Linked DNA regions of Ovis aries: region 1 is linked to region 2. Evidence: chromatin contacts called from public Hi-C data. All regions are on one chromosome and are shown on one strand. The core of a region is the stretch at or near the end of the contact, and the rest is flanking DNA. Distances in the headings are between cores, read along the strand shown. Region 1 holds the start of SMPDL3B (sphingomyelin phosphodiesterase acid like 3B). Region 2 overlaps EYA3 (EYA transcriptional coactivator and phosphatase 3).

What was found. A called contact is a pair of places that touch in the nucleus more often than the background predicts.
Region 1: a Hi-C map of tail adipose tissue shows a contact between it and region 2, with 4 times the contacts expected there. The contact joins the promoter of SMPDL3B here to the enhancer-like site in region 2. A contact is called at or near these places in 13 of 16 Hi-C or Micro-C datasets (blood, hypothalamus, liver and 6 more).

Annotation. Positions count from the first base shown.
Region 1 is chr2:239,165,209-239,167,908 of ARS-UI_Ramb_v3.0, forward strand. SMPDL3B (sphingomyelin phosphodiesterase acid like 3B) reads right to left here and starts at 1,357. Exons shown (of 7, transcript XM_012150886.5): 1 at 1,013-1,357. The coding sequence starts at 1,073.
Region 2 is chr2:239,114,629-239,117,328 of ARS-UI_Ramb_v3.0, forward strand. It overlaps EYA3 (EYA transcriptional coactivator and phosphatase 3), which reads left to right. Exons shown (of 16, transcript NM_001161733.1): 15 at 1,987-2,087. Among named protein-coding and RNA genes, the nearest start is that of XKR8, 19 kb to the right of the region's middle. Within about 2 kb of position 1,288, at least 10 of the 54 cell types and tissues checked have an H3K27ac peak or open chromatin away from gene starts, as enhancers often do. A contact at or near this core is called in tail adipose tissue, where this site is marked.

The sequences.
Region 1 (2,700 bases), core at 107-2,606, 51 kb after region 2:
TTCTTCTCTGCTACCCCTTAAGTAATCTTTCTCCCCCATCCTCCCTACTCCTTTATTCTGCTTTGTTATTCTCCGTTACCCTTGTTATTTCCTGGAATATGTATTTCTTTGTCCATGTGTCTTTTAGTCTGTTTCTCCTGAGGTGAAGGGAGGCTTCACCAGCACTGGAATTTTGTTTCTTTTCTGCCACATCCCTGGTTCCAAGAATAGTGCATGATTCATTTTTTGGTTCAAAATAATTTTTTCTTGTCCAGGACATTTTAGTTCTTGTGTCTTGTTTTTGTTTTGAAGAACTATAAGTTCAAGCTTAGGAAAGCTCGCCTTTGTCTTAAACAAAACAACAAAGCTTTTGTATCATTTGCTAATCTAATGTCCTTTTAAGTGAGAGATGGGAGAAATCTAGCAAGGATACAATTTATACCATAAATGATGCGGATCTATGTAGTGCGTGCATGCACACTGTTGACAAAATGAAAATCTGCTGGTGGCATTTGCAGAAAAGAAACCCCTGCAGGTCTCTGGGGTTGTGGTTTATTCTCAAAGTCGTGTCTGACTCTTTGCAACCCCATGGTCTATAGCCACCAAGCTCCTCTGTCCATGGGATTCTCCAGGCAAGAATATTGGAGTGGGTTGCCATTCCCTTCTCCAGTTGCAGATTTCTAAACAACAGTGACCTCTGTTAGGAAATTCTAAAATGTGTTCCAGATCCAAAAAGGAATGAGGTTAGTAAAATGCTTCAACAGAGTTCCAATAAAATACTAGATTTGAGAGCTACTCAACCAATATTTGTTGAATGAATTCACGAATGTGCCTGCTACCTTCTACCTCTACCAGCTGGCTGGCTCTTAGACAGCTCTGAACAATGTCCATGTTCCTTCCGTGGCCAGCCATCACCTCCACTTAACAATCTTAGGCTCAAACAGCACACCCTCCACCCACTAACTCTCTCCCCCAGCCTCCCCAGCTGAGCTCCCTGTCTTGCTATTCTTAGCAACATTTTCAGCTTACCTACCTGGTGCAGCTCTGGCGACTCCCCAGGAGGCCAGGAAAATCAGCACCCCCGGCAGCCTCATCCTGGGGTTTCGTCTGATGGGAGCTTTTGTTCCAGCCACAGACTTCCTAGCTAGGTGTTGATGGTCGCGTGTCAGAGCAGAACTTCCCGTCCAGTCACCAGCTGTTTCCAGACACTCAGGGCTTCTGGCTCCTCTGGCTTTTCTTCCTTTGCCCAGGGGGGTGTGAGCAGGGTTTGCCCCGGGAGCTGCACTTGCCAGGCCTTTGGACTCTCACGTAAGAAGCAGCACCAGTCCTGCCAGTTCCTCAGAGCGTGTTGGTCAGTCCAGTCAGCAACTGGAAACTCACTCAGCCGCAGTCACCAGCCAGCAAATATCCACTTTCGGAGTTTTCATGCTGCCCCACCCCAGGAGAACAGACTGTAGAAACTGTCCGGCCTTTGCCATCAAAGGAACTTGAGTGCTTGTTGGAGACTGAGCTGCTTGACCACAAATGAACCCAGACCAAGAGTCATCTGTTCATTCACGCGGAAACCCTGTCCTGGGGAGATAAGAGTGACCCAAGGCCACCACTCTGCCCTCTAGAGGAAGAAGCAGGCCACTGGACTGCAGTTCTGCGTGACAGGTGGCTTGACAAGCCCAGAGGAGGGAGCTCACCCTCTGAGGAAACTGAGAGGGCCTCTGGGAGGAGGTGACATGGCTTCATCTCTTCGATTGTGAAAATCTGCCAACATAAACAGAAGTAGAGAGAACGATGTAAGGAGCCCCCGTATCCATCCTCCCACAAGAGCAATTATGAACTCACAGCCAATCTTACTTCATCTTTACCCCCACCCCAACCCCAAAGGATTATTTTTAAATTCCAGAGATCATATCATTTTGCCCATAAACAATGTAGTATACATTTCTAAAAGATAAGAACTTTTTTTTTTTTTAGAATTTTTTAAGAACAGCATAGAGGATCTAAAAACAATTAATAGTGTTCCTGACCCTCCTCCTTGGACTCATTTTTCTTTTTTTTTTAATTTATTTATTTTAATCCGAGGGTAATTGTTTTACACCATGGTGATGGGTTTTGCCACACATTAGTATCAATCGGCCATAGGCATACATGTATCCCCCCCTTCCTGATTCCCGCTCCCTCCTTCCTGATCCCCGCTCCCACCTTCCTCCCTTGCTGTTTGTTGTTCAGTCACTAAGCCATGTCTGACTCTGCGACTCCGTGGAGTAAAAGCATGCCAGGCTTCCCTGTCCCTCACTATCTCTCTGAGTTTGCTCAGCTTTACCAGCAGTCCTTCCAATGAATATTCAGGGTTGATTTCCTTTAGGATGGACTGGTTGGATCTCCTTGCCATCCAAGGAACTCTCAAGAGTCTTCTTCAGCACCACAATTTGAAAGAATCAATTCTTCGGCACTCAGCCTTCTTTATGGTTCAACTCTCACATCCGTACATGACTCCTGGGAATACTATAGCTTTGACTACATGGACCTTTGTCGGTAAAGTGATGTCTCTGCTTTTTAATACGCTGTCTAGGTCTGTCATAGCTTTTCCTCCAAGGAGCAGGTGTCTTTTAATTTAATAGAAATTGATAGGGGACCAGACAAGAGATTAAAGCAAGGCTTTACTGGGACTTGTGCTGCATCACGACAGAATGAAAACAAGACACGGGTGCCCTGGCTCACTCTCCC
Region 2 (2,700 bases), core at 38-2,537:
GCTTCTATTGCTTGACATTTGGTAAGCTTACCACTCATTGGTCTCATCCTCCCGAACAGGAAAGCTCATCTCTAGGATTGCTTTAAAAGTATAAAATGAAAGTGTATTTACCAAGTATGTTGAAATTATTTTTTCAAATGGCTACTACTTTACTCTGAGCTGTTAATAACTCATTCTTAATCCTTTTAAAGGAGATATTCCTAATTGTATTTCTTCCTTGATCATTGCAGGCCAGGACAATGAAACCATCTCAGTGTCTCTGTCTTCTAAATATAAGACTTACCCTTTGTTAGGTCTTCGGAGAAATTTCTAAAATCCTACTGATTTAGGATCCTACTAAAAGTTTTTTCTCTAAATTGTAAATTTGACTGTGGCTCTAGCAGAGGTTGGATTAGGTAGTAAGGACATAATGGTTGGAGTGGGATTAGACACACAACTTTTAACACTTAATAAGAACATAAATTAACTCATTATTAGTTGAATTACTTAGTGCTTAAATTGGGGCTGAAGATCTGGACTAATGTCATCCCCTGAATCATTTATGAAATTAATATGTATTTACTCAGCAAACATGGTTTGAATGCTTGATATCAGTGTAAGGCGTGACAGTGCTGTTGTAAAGTGGGAGCATTGAAAAGGACCCAAGTGCATCTAAACCAAGCCTTGTGTTGAGTGGGAGACTGAAGCCCCTTGTGTTAAGAGTGCACTAGAGTCTGGTCCAGGTTTGAGGTGCCCCCTGAGCTAGGCTTGTCACGGACTTGGGAGCTGCTCAGCTGTACCACCTAGGACTTCTGAGTACGGGTGTAAGGTTCTTGTTACTTATGTTGTAGTCATCTGAGATTTGTATATTTCCTATAGTTGTATATTTTATTACAACAGTTTTCCAGCAGATGGCATTCAAGTGCCTTGAGGAAGAGGCACCTTTTTCTTATTCACACAGGAGCCCTGGTGTGAAGTCAGTCACTTGAATCAGGAAGGACAAGAAGGTTAATGGAGCAGAATGAAAAAAAGAAGCAGAGTTAGGGCCTTGCTTAACTGAAGAATATGGCAGAAACAGAAATAAAGCCTAAGAGATGGTGAAGGAAGCACAAGAGAAATAATTTTATTTACTTGTGCAAGTAGTGTCTTTGCCACAGCAGTGTTACGTGTGAGCGTTTAGATTTAGATGTTGGTTCCAGGTGGGATTTGAGCTCTGATACATTACTGTGTTTCCAAGAACTGTCTGCAGTGGTTTTAAATCGCCCATTTCCCAAGGTCACTGAAAGTGATCCAGGATCTCAGCTGTAGCTACGCAGATGAGGGAGGGAGTTCCAGCTGTGACACATGTCGGTACTCTGGCTCCTCCCCTCCTGAGAGACAGAGGCCCACGCCTAGAACTATTTCTCTAGGAAACATAGAGTTGGAAGGAAATGCCTGTTTGTTCCCAATTACTCACCAGGAATCAGGGACTTCCTCATCTTTTTCTTTCACTAATAGTTTCCCCTCAAAAATCATCCTTTCTTCATGGCACAGTGACCAGAGCCTAGACTTAGAGTCAGAGGCTCAGAGTCTAGCTACTGGCTTGTTTGTAATCTGGGGCAAGTTTGGGTGTATTTCCATCTACTGAAAGAGAGGATGGATCTCATCTCACCAGATTATTTTAAGCGGAAGAATTACTTGAAAACTGCTCTGTATGCCATGAAGTCCAGGAGCTGTGGAAGAGGGAGGAAGCGTGCACAGCTCCCACACTGTGTTTATAGAAACCCCCACGCTAAGATCTTTGGGACTTCACCCTCACTGCTAAAGAAAGAACCCAGGGAGCCAGTGCCTAAAAAGTCTGCGGTGTGAATGGAACAGTTTCACATTCTTTGGGCAGAGGGCCTGCTGGCTCTCCAGCTGCCGCCCTGACTTTGTCTAAGCACAGGCAGGTGAACCGAGCATCATCCCTTTTCTTTGATATTGAAGAAAGAAGGAGTATCTTAAGAGGAAATGTCTTTTTCTTATCAGGTAAGGAGAGCTGCTTCGAGAGAATTGTGTCGAGGTTTGGAAAAAAAGTCACATATGTAGTGATTGGAGATGGACGAGATGAAGAAATTGCAGCCAAACAGGTAACCAGGGCAAAAAACATAGTCTATATGCGAATACATTGAGCAATTAGAAGAATCCTAAAACTCGGAAATAGCGATCTATTGGGCATTTACACTGTTTTCCCTTCCTCTCCCATTTTTTCTTTCTTTTTTAAAAAATGTATTTGGCTGCGCTGGGTCTTAGTTGCGGCATACAGGGTCTTTTAGTTGTGGCATGCAGACTCCTATTTGTGGCTTGTGGGATTTAGTTCCCCGACCAGGGATTGAATCCAGGCCCCTGCATTGGGAGCATGGAGTTTAAGCCACTGAACCGCAGGGAAGCCCCCATTTTTCTTTTGTCAAAAAAAGCAGAAGGGTCATTCCCCCGCCCCCACCCCGCCCCGTGCAGTTTTCCTTGTAAGTTATTAGATCCTCCCCTTTTCTCTCCTCCCCGCCAGGCTAAAAATCTTAAAATGTTTGAGCCCTCCTACAAGGAGCCCACATAATTAAACCTGATGTTGGCCTCATCTTCATCTTACAGGGCAATGCTTTCTCAAGAGGGTGAGACTCCACTACCAAAAAGACCAATCATTCAGACTTTCCTAGGGTTTGGATTCTCAAAACACCAGTGCAATCAACTGGGAGTTGTTTAGAG